Linked DNA regions of Mus musculus: region 2 is linked to region 1. Evidence: chromatin contacts called from public ChIA-PET data. All regions are on one chromosome and are shown on one strand. Each heading gives the region's core, a stretch centred on a gene start, on an enhancer-like site or on the middle of the called end of the contact. The rest is flanking DNA. Distances are from core to core; before and after follow the strand shown.

Region 1 (3,561 bases), core at 887-3,386:
TGTGTCCTGGTCCAGAGCCCTCCGTTCGTTATTGTGGAGGATGCTTTGCTTCATCATTTTACTGTTGTGACTGTGTGAACCAGATATGTGACTGTGTGGACCAGATATGTGGCTGTGTGAACCAGATATGTGACTGTGTGGACCAGATATGTGGCTGTGTGGACCAGATATGTGGCTGTGTGGACCAGATATGTGGCTGTGTGGACCAGATATGTGGCTGTGTGGACCAGATATGTGGCTGTGTGGACCAGATATGTGGTTGTGTGGACCAGATATGTGGCTGTGTGGACCAGATATGTGACTGTGTGGACCAGATATGTGACTGTGTGGACCAGATATGTGACTGTGTGGACCAGATATGTGACTGTGTGGACCAGATATGACTGAACTTTGCTCTTCCACATCCAGAGAATTCTTCAGTGCACAGACTCATTATTTACACTGGCAGATATTATAAAATTTCCTTCATTGTGGGATAACCCTTGAGCAAACATGGGCTATACTTATAATTCCAGGAGTTGTTAGGAATGGTTGGAAAGGGGTCTGTATTGACTGCACATTTTCTGTGACCCATCACTGTCTGTTGAGAAACATTTAGGAACTGTCCCTCAAGTTCCTAACAAGTGTCACATGAAATCCAGGTTACACACAGCCTTTTCAAGGCTCGATAGAAAACATTAGCATGATGGGTGGTGTGGTGGACATGTAGCTCTTTTGTCCTGTGGTAGCTGGTCTGAGAGATGGACATGTAGCTCTTTCACCTTGCCCTTGGTGTCCCGGACCTTTGTTCGTTTCTTTGAGACAGGGTACCATGAAACATAGGCTGGCCTCAAACTCCCCATGGTTCAAGATTGGCATTGAACCCCCATCTCCTGCCTCTACCTCTCAAGTGCTAAATTCACAGGAATATAGCATGATTTTTTTGCTTTCTTAAAAATATATTGCTGGGCAATTTAATCCCAGCACTTGGGAGGCAGAGGCCAGCCTGGTCTACAGAGTGAGTTCCAGGACAGCCAGGGCTACACAGAGAAACCCTATCTTGGGGGGAAAAAATTATATATATATATATGTTAGTTAGTTGAAAGAGATGGGAACTTGGGCTTGCATGCCACTATATAGTATTAGACCCTTCTTGAACAAAAACCACTCACCCTCAACCTCTTAAGTTTTTTTCAGGCAGGGTCTCATTAGTCCTAGTCGGCCTTGAACAAGTCTAAGGATAGCCTTGAACTCTTGATCTTCCTGCTTTCACTTCCCATGTGCTGAAATTACAGGCACATGCCTCTTGGGTTCCACTTGCTAGTTTTACGACTGTGTGTGATTCCCACCTTCAACCAGGTGATAAACCCAGGAGAGCAGAGAAACAAAGCCCTCCATGTCCAAGGCCTGAAGTGAGCACTCCTACTGGAGGCACGGAGCAATTCTTTTCGAGACTAGGAAGGTCTTGGTTGAGTGGTCAGGTGAGGAACCTCTGTGGTATCAGAAGCAGCACGTGAAAGAACAAAACACCCTGAGCTCTGGCTCTGGCTCTGTGCTGAGCTGAACTGGGTGTGAAGCCTTGGTCCTTATCCCTTCAGGAAGGGGTTGCTGTCAGAAGGTGACCTAGGGTGGAGGCAATCCTTTTTGTTTGGAGGCCTGCACTGATCCACTGCAGTGGCGTAAAGTTAGCTTGGGGAGATAGGACAACTTCTTCCGGACAGGGTTCCAGCATGTTCTGAGCCAGGCTTCTTGAGAACTTTGTTATTTTGCTTTAGTTTACGTTAAGCAATGAGTACATTGAATTTTGTTTGTTTGTTTGTTTGTTTTTTCATTTTTCTTTTTCTTTTTTTGCTTTTTTGGTTTTCTGAGACAGAAAACCTGTATAGCCCTGGCTGTCCTGGAACTCACTTTGTAGACCAGGCTAGTCTCGAACTCAGAAATCCGCCTGCCTCTGCCTCCGGAGTGCTGTGATTAAAGGTGTGCGCCACCACGCCCGGCTTTTTTCATTTTTCAAAAAGCGTTTAGTTCACTCAGACTTCCTACTAAGAGCCAAGAGCATATGAGATTTTGGGCTGCTAATGGAAAGCCTAGGAGGGTTCCTGCTTCAGTGGTCCTGAACGAACTTGATACGTTGATAGATATCTTGTGGCTGCTTGTGGTTTCCTCTTCTCTCTAAGGTTGTACTTTGTGTCTGGTTTTTGCTCATCTCCCTAGCATTATGAATTCTCCCCCAGTCTTAGCTGTCAACTGCAGAGTTCCTTTTTCTAGTTGAAGTTGCCCTGTATTTTAGTGAGTTGGTTGGTTGTGTGGCTGTTTCCTGTTTCTTTATCCTCTTATTCTTACATCCTAGACCAATGTAGATAATCAGAAAATACGTGTCTAGTGTAAACGGAAATTACCCCCCAGCTCCCCATACCTGTGTTGAAGATTTTATAAGGCAAATTGACCAGTTGGAACTTCATGGTTGTATAGCTGGAATACTGCAGCTATGAAGCCAGAATTTTCCTTTCCTTTCCTTTCCTTTCCTTTCCTTTCCTTTCCTTTCCTTTCCTTTCCTTTCCTTTCCTTTCCTTTCCTATTCTTTTCTTTCTTTGTTAAGATTTATTTATTTTTATGAATACACTGTAGCTGTCTTTAGACACACCAGAAGAGGGCATCAGATCCCATTACAGATGGTTCTGAGCCACCATGTGGTTGCTAGGAATTGAACTCAGGACCTCTGGAAGAACAGTCAGTGCTCTTAACCACTGAGCCATTTCTCCAGGCCAATTTTAGTTTTCTTAAGTGCCTACCTTCAGTAGCTTTCCTCTCAACTATTAGGTATAGCCTTTAGAATACATTACCTTATCAGATCACCTGCATCTATCATCCCCAAAGCTAGTACTGTCTTTAGAGAACATTTCTAGAGCCACAGGAAAATGTTCTCCATTTGGCTGTGATCCACCTGCCTGATGGTCCTTTGGGAAATGCTTTGACGTATTTGTTTTAGTCTCTGACCATAAAGATTCATGCACCCACATCTTCAGTGAAATTTGTTATTCAAGATAACTTACCTAACTTTGTGTTCCCAGTCTGTGCACTCACACTTGGCTCAGACCAAACAGCCTTGTTTCCCTGTTGAAGTGAGAGCTAAGCTTTGAATCGACACCAGTAAATTCAATATCACTTTGGTGCAAGTATTTTAAAAAATAATGATACCTTGTATGTCTTACATAATAGGTAAAAATGAATTTTAAAAGGATTAAACTATCAGAAAAAAAGTTTTTGTGATTTTTAGGTTTAGCAAAGGGTTTTTAGTTATGGTATCATGAAACACACACCAGAATAATAGCAAACCACGGGGAGGGGGGGGGACCCAAGGGTTATGCAGTAACCCTGAAACAGGGACTTAGGTCTTTGCTGATAACTGTTGACTCCTTGGCCGGGCCCACAAGGCAACTAAAAGGCAGGATGAAGGCATGACATATCTGTCTTAATTTTGTTTGTCTATCTCTTCTGTGGGTCAGGTTTTTGCTTGACTCTTTCTCTTCATTTTCAACTTCATGGCCCAAGACACAAGTCCTTCTCCTAAGCTTGTAGTCA
Region 2 (4,004 bases), core at 278-2,777, 38 kb before region 1:
TAAATTCAAGGCCTGCCTTGGAACTCAGGGAAAGTATCAGAAAAAAAAAAAAAAAGTCCCAACCCAGGGATTATTCTAAACACACTTAAAAACACATGGGCACTAACAGTAACGGATGACCTTGGGTTGGAAAAAAAATGTCGCCAAACATATTTTATTGGATTTTCTTAGAGTGATAACGTTCTGATTATGTAGAAAAAAAAAATCTTTGCTTTTAGTAGATATGTATTGAAATCTTTTGGGGTGGAGGGTAACAGTCTGCAAACTACTGAATGACTCAGCAAAATACACCATATGCATACACACACACACACACACACACACACACACACACAGAGCAACTGTGGAGAAACGTTTAAAAAAAACCTAGTGAATGTGGGTTAATAGTGCCGATTACTGCATTTTTCTTGTATGTTTCAGATTTTTTGAAAAAAAAAATGGAGAAAGTAAAATCTTTTCAAACTTGGAGCGGCCTTTCCTGTTTGTTGGGACATCTTTAGAGTAAGACTCAGTGATACAGTTGTAACTCAACGATACAATTGTAACCAATGAAGGACTGAGTGTTCAGGACCAGTATCTTTAAGATACTGTAATTGTTCAAAGAGACAAGAGAACACTGAAGTGGTAACTACGTGTCAGTCAGCGTGATTTGCATCTTAGATAGCCTTGGAAGGTAGAAAGAGAAACCAGGTAGCCTGGGAAGGCAGAAAGAGAAACCAGCCAGGCCTGAATAGAAATACAGGCTGGTAGAACTGTTTGACCTATTTAGGGTTTAGTTTCCCCATTATAGGAGGAAGAAAAAAAAAATCACTTTTTGGCATGATTGCTGTTTTAGGCTCTTATCTCATGGTATTTAGAAAATTAGGCTTTCTGTGACAAACTTTCCATTTAAGCTGTGTGCATCTTTCCTTCGTTAAACTCACGCAGCCTAATGGAGTAGGAAAAGAGAGGAAAATCACTTCTCCAAGGTCACACAGACACTCAAGGACCCAGGTTCCTCAGCTCTTGGTCTTGTGCCCTTTCCACGCCCGCCGGAGAGGAGGAAGCGGCGCTCATAGGGATGCAAGGATGTAGAGATGCAAAGGGATAGAGGAGGCCGCCTGAGAGAGGTGGCGAGAGACCCGCCAAGGCGCTGGCCAAGGAAGAGCGCATGGAGAGGCGTGCGGCACGACCAGCCGGGGTGCGGAGCGGTGGCTGGGAGGAAGGGTCGGCGGCTGGGCCTAGTGCCCGGGAACGGGTGGCCTGCGGCGGCCGTAAAAGCAAGGAGGTGGAGGCCGTGGGCGCGGGAGGCCGTGGGCGAGGGGGCCGTGGGCGCGGGGAACCGTGAGCGCGCAACCGCCCTTCAGCACAGGTGGGCCGCCGAGCGAGTGATAAGGGCGCGGCCGGGGTCCGGACCCCCGTGCTCCAGAGCTGCGGAGGGGGGCGCGGAGGGGGCGGGGCTGCGGGGCGGGGCCGCGGGGGCGGGTCTCATTGGCCCCCGCGGGAGAGGCCGCGGCGGCGCAGGCGCGGTTCCCGCCTCCTCGGCCGGCGAGCGAGTGGAGGCTGCATCCCGGTGCGGCTGACTGTCGCGTCGCCGCCGCCTCCGCCGCGGAGCCCCCCGCCTGGCTGCCCCGAGTCGGAATGAGCTCCAGGAAAGGTGAGCGGCGCGAGCGGCCCCCGCCCCGCCTCGCGGCACGCAGGCGGCCAACCCGACCGTTAATGTGTCTTCTCTCTCCCCAGTGCTGGCCATTCAGGCCCGAAAGCGGAGGCCGAAAAGAGAGAAACATCCGAAAAAGTGAGTCCGCGCGGCGCTTGGTCCCGACCCCGCCCCGCCTCGCTGAATGTTGCTTGCGGCCGCGCAGGCAGAGCTTCCCGGTCCCCGGGCCGCGGGCGGTGGGTCTCCCGGGACGCGGCGCCGGCTCTACGTGCCCCGGCGGGGGAGGGGTGGGGGGAGGGGCGCGCGGCCGCGGGTTCCGGAGCCGCGACCTGGCCCGTCAGCCTGCGAGCCGCCCGGGCTCTGCACTCGACCCCGCGCCCCGTGCCCCGTGCCCCGCGTCCCCGATCCTCATCCCGCGCCCCGGATCGGCGTCCCTGATCCGTATCCTGAGCCCCTTATCCACATCCCTGATCCGCACCCCAGTGCCTGTACCGCACGGGTCGGATAGTGGGCACGGGAGGGAGGCGGCGGCGCGGCTGACACCTGGGCTGCGGGAGCCAGTGCGCTGCCGCCTCTGCCACCTCCCGGTCCCGCCTGGGCCAGCCAGCTGAAAACCCGAGCTGCTTGTCAAGTGGTTTGGCTCCGGGCGTTGTTCCTGGCGTGAGTTCAGCTCCGGGACCGGTGCGTTTCGGCGCTCGGGTTTTTCATTCGAAACTTTCTGCTCGGGTCGAGCGTTACTTGCGTGCTGCGGCTGCGCCCAGGTCGCTTGCTGCAGTGGGCTGTGGGTGTGTGCGCGGGCGGGTCCCGCGTGGTGCTCCGGACTGGATCCACCGACTATGATATTTCAAATGTGCCAGCGCCAGCCACCTCCAGCCTGGACCTGCAGCCCAGTTGGGCAGCTGCTGTCGGAGAAGCCTTTCCCCGAGAGCTGGGTTTTCCTAGGCGTCAGAGCGCCGCCGCGTGTTTCTCTTTCCTCTCTCTCTGGGTTTGCTGGACCAGCTATCAACATCTTTGCTCACATTGTTTGCTTCGCTGTTCCTTTTGCGCAAGAAATTTGTGTGGTGTCTTTGGTACTATAGAGAAAGACAGAATTCGCCTTTAATAAAATTACGAAATATTTGTCTATCTTTATTTTGCAAGGGGTGGGATAACCCTCTGCTCTCTTAGGTGGTGGTTATAATTTGTATTGGCCCAGCAGGGATTTCCCACACATTTGGTGACATCTAGGAAAACTGGCAGGATTGTCTTCATTCAAAATTGAATATAACTTGACTGTATGTATAGGATTTCCTAAGATGTGGATATATAAATATGAAAGAAATCTATTTTTAGGAGGCAAAAAGACTTGAAAATTGGAAGGTAAACATTGAAAATTAAAAAAGGTTTTTATTTTTATTATTTTGTGTGTGTGTTTGGGTTTGGATGTGTAAGAGCCTTGACACCTGTGGAAGTCAAGGAACAACTTTCAGCGTTTGATTCTCTGACCATAGCTTCGGAAACTGAACAAGATCAAGCCTGGTTAGTATTCAGATGGGAGACTACCTGGGAATACTGGGTCTGTAGGAAAAAAAAAAAAAAAGAAAAAGAAAGAAAGAAAGAAAGAGAAAAGGATTGATTCTCTGTTATGTGTAGGTCTGTGGGATTGAACTCCAATTGTCAGGCATGGTGATAAGCACTGTTACCCTGAGCCATCTCCCTGGCTCAGATATCAGATATGGGATATTTAAAATGCTGAAACTCAATGTAGGCTTCTGATAGTTTATGCTTTTTAAAAACTAGTTCTATTTCCCCGGGGCAGTGATGGTACATACCTTTAATTCCAACACTGGAGAGGCAGAGGCAGGAGAGTTTCTGTAAGTTTTGAGGCCAGCCTGATCTATAGAGCTAGTTCCAGGACAGCCAGGGCTATACAGAGAAACCCTGTTTCACCCTCCCACCCCTCAAAGTGCTATCGTGGCTCAGTAGTTAAGAGCTTCTTGCTCCTGCAGAGGTACCTGGTTAGTTCTTAGCACCAAAATCATGGTTCACAACCATCACTATCCTCAGTTCCAGGGTGTCTGATGGGCAGCTGCATACATGTATTAAACATATATACATGTAGGCAAAATTCATAAAAGAAAACCTTAAAAAGTAGTGCTGGTTCTAACTAATGAAAACCCTAAGTTTTTCTTTTGGTGAACCATGGAAATTTAGCAGCTGTCTGAGTGGATGCTTGGGTTTAATTGTAGCTTTCAGCACAAGGTGTTGTCTGCGTGTGGGGATGGGGTGGGAGTGAGGACAGAGCTAGCCTGTCATCAGACATGATAAATGCAAAACTGCTTTCTAGGTTCAAGGACTAGCACTGGAGAGAAGGGACTTGAGGAAGCTG

What was found. ChIA-PET counts read pairs in DNA pulled down with a chosen protein or histone mark.
Region 2: an RNA polymerase II ChIA-PET map of effector CD8 T cells shows a contact between it and region 1, with 79 read pairs. The contact joins the promoter of Srpk2 here to the enhancer-like site in region 1. A contact is called at or near these places in 2 of 39 promoter capture datasets (hematopoietic stem and progenitor cells and maxillary cranial neural crest), 4 of 484 Hi-C or Micro-C datasets (the STO cell line, embryonic stem cells, muscle stem cells and 1 more), 5 of 115 datasets of contacts at active chromatin or transcription factors (the SCID.adh cell line, effector CD8 T cells and embryonic stem cells) and 2 of 9 other capture datasets (adipose tissue and pancreatic islet).

What each region holds. Positions count from the first base shown.
Region 1 is chr5:23,636,091-23,639,651 of GRCm38.p6, reverse strand. All of the region lies in intron 2 of Srpk2 (serine/arginine-rich protein specific kinase 2), which reads left to right. Among named protein-coding and RNA genes, the nearest start is that of Srpk2, 38 kb to the left of the region's middle. Within about 2 kb of position 2,136, at least 57 of the 459 cell types and tissues checked have an H3K27ac peak or open chromatin away from gene starts, as enhancers often do. A contact at or near this core is called in the SCID.adh cell line and effector CD8 T cells, where this site is marked.
Region 2 is chr5:23,673,490-23,677,493 of GRCm38.p6, reverse strand. Srpk2 (serine/arginine-rich protein specific kinase 2) reads left to right here and starts at 1,527. Exons shown (of 16, transcript NM_001359173.1): 1 at 1,527-1,636; 2 at 1,720-1,774. The coding sequence starts at 1,621.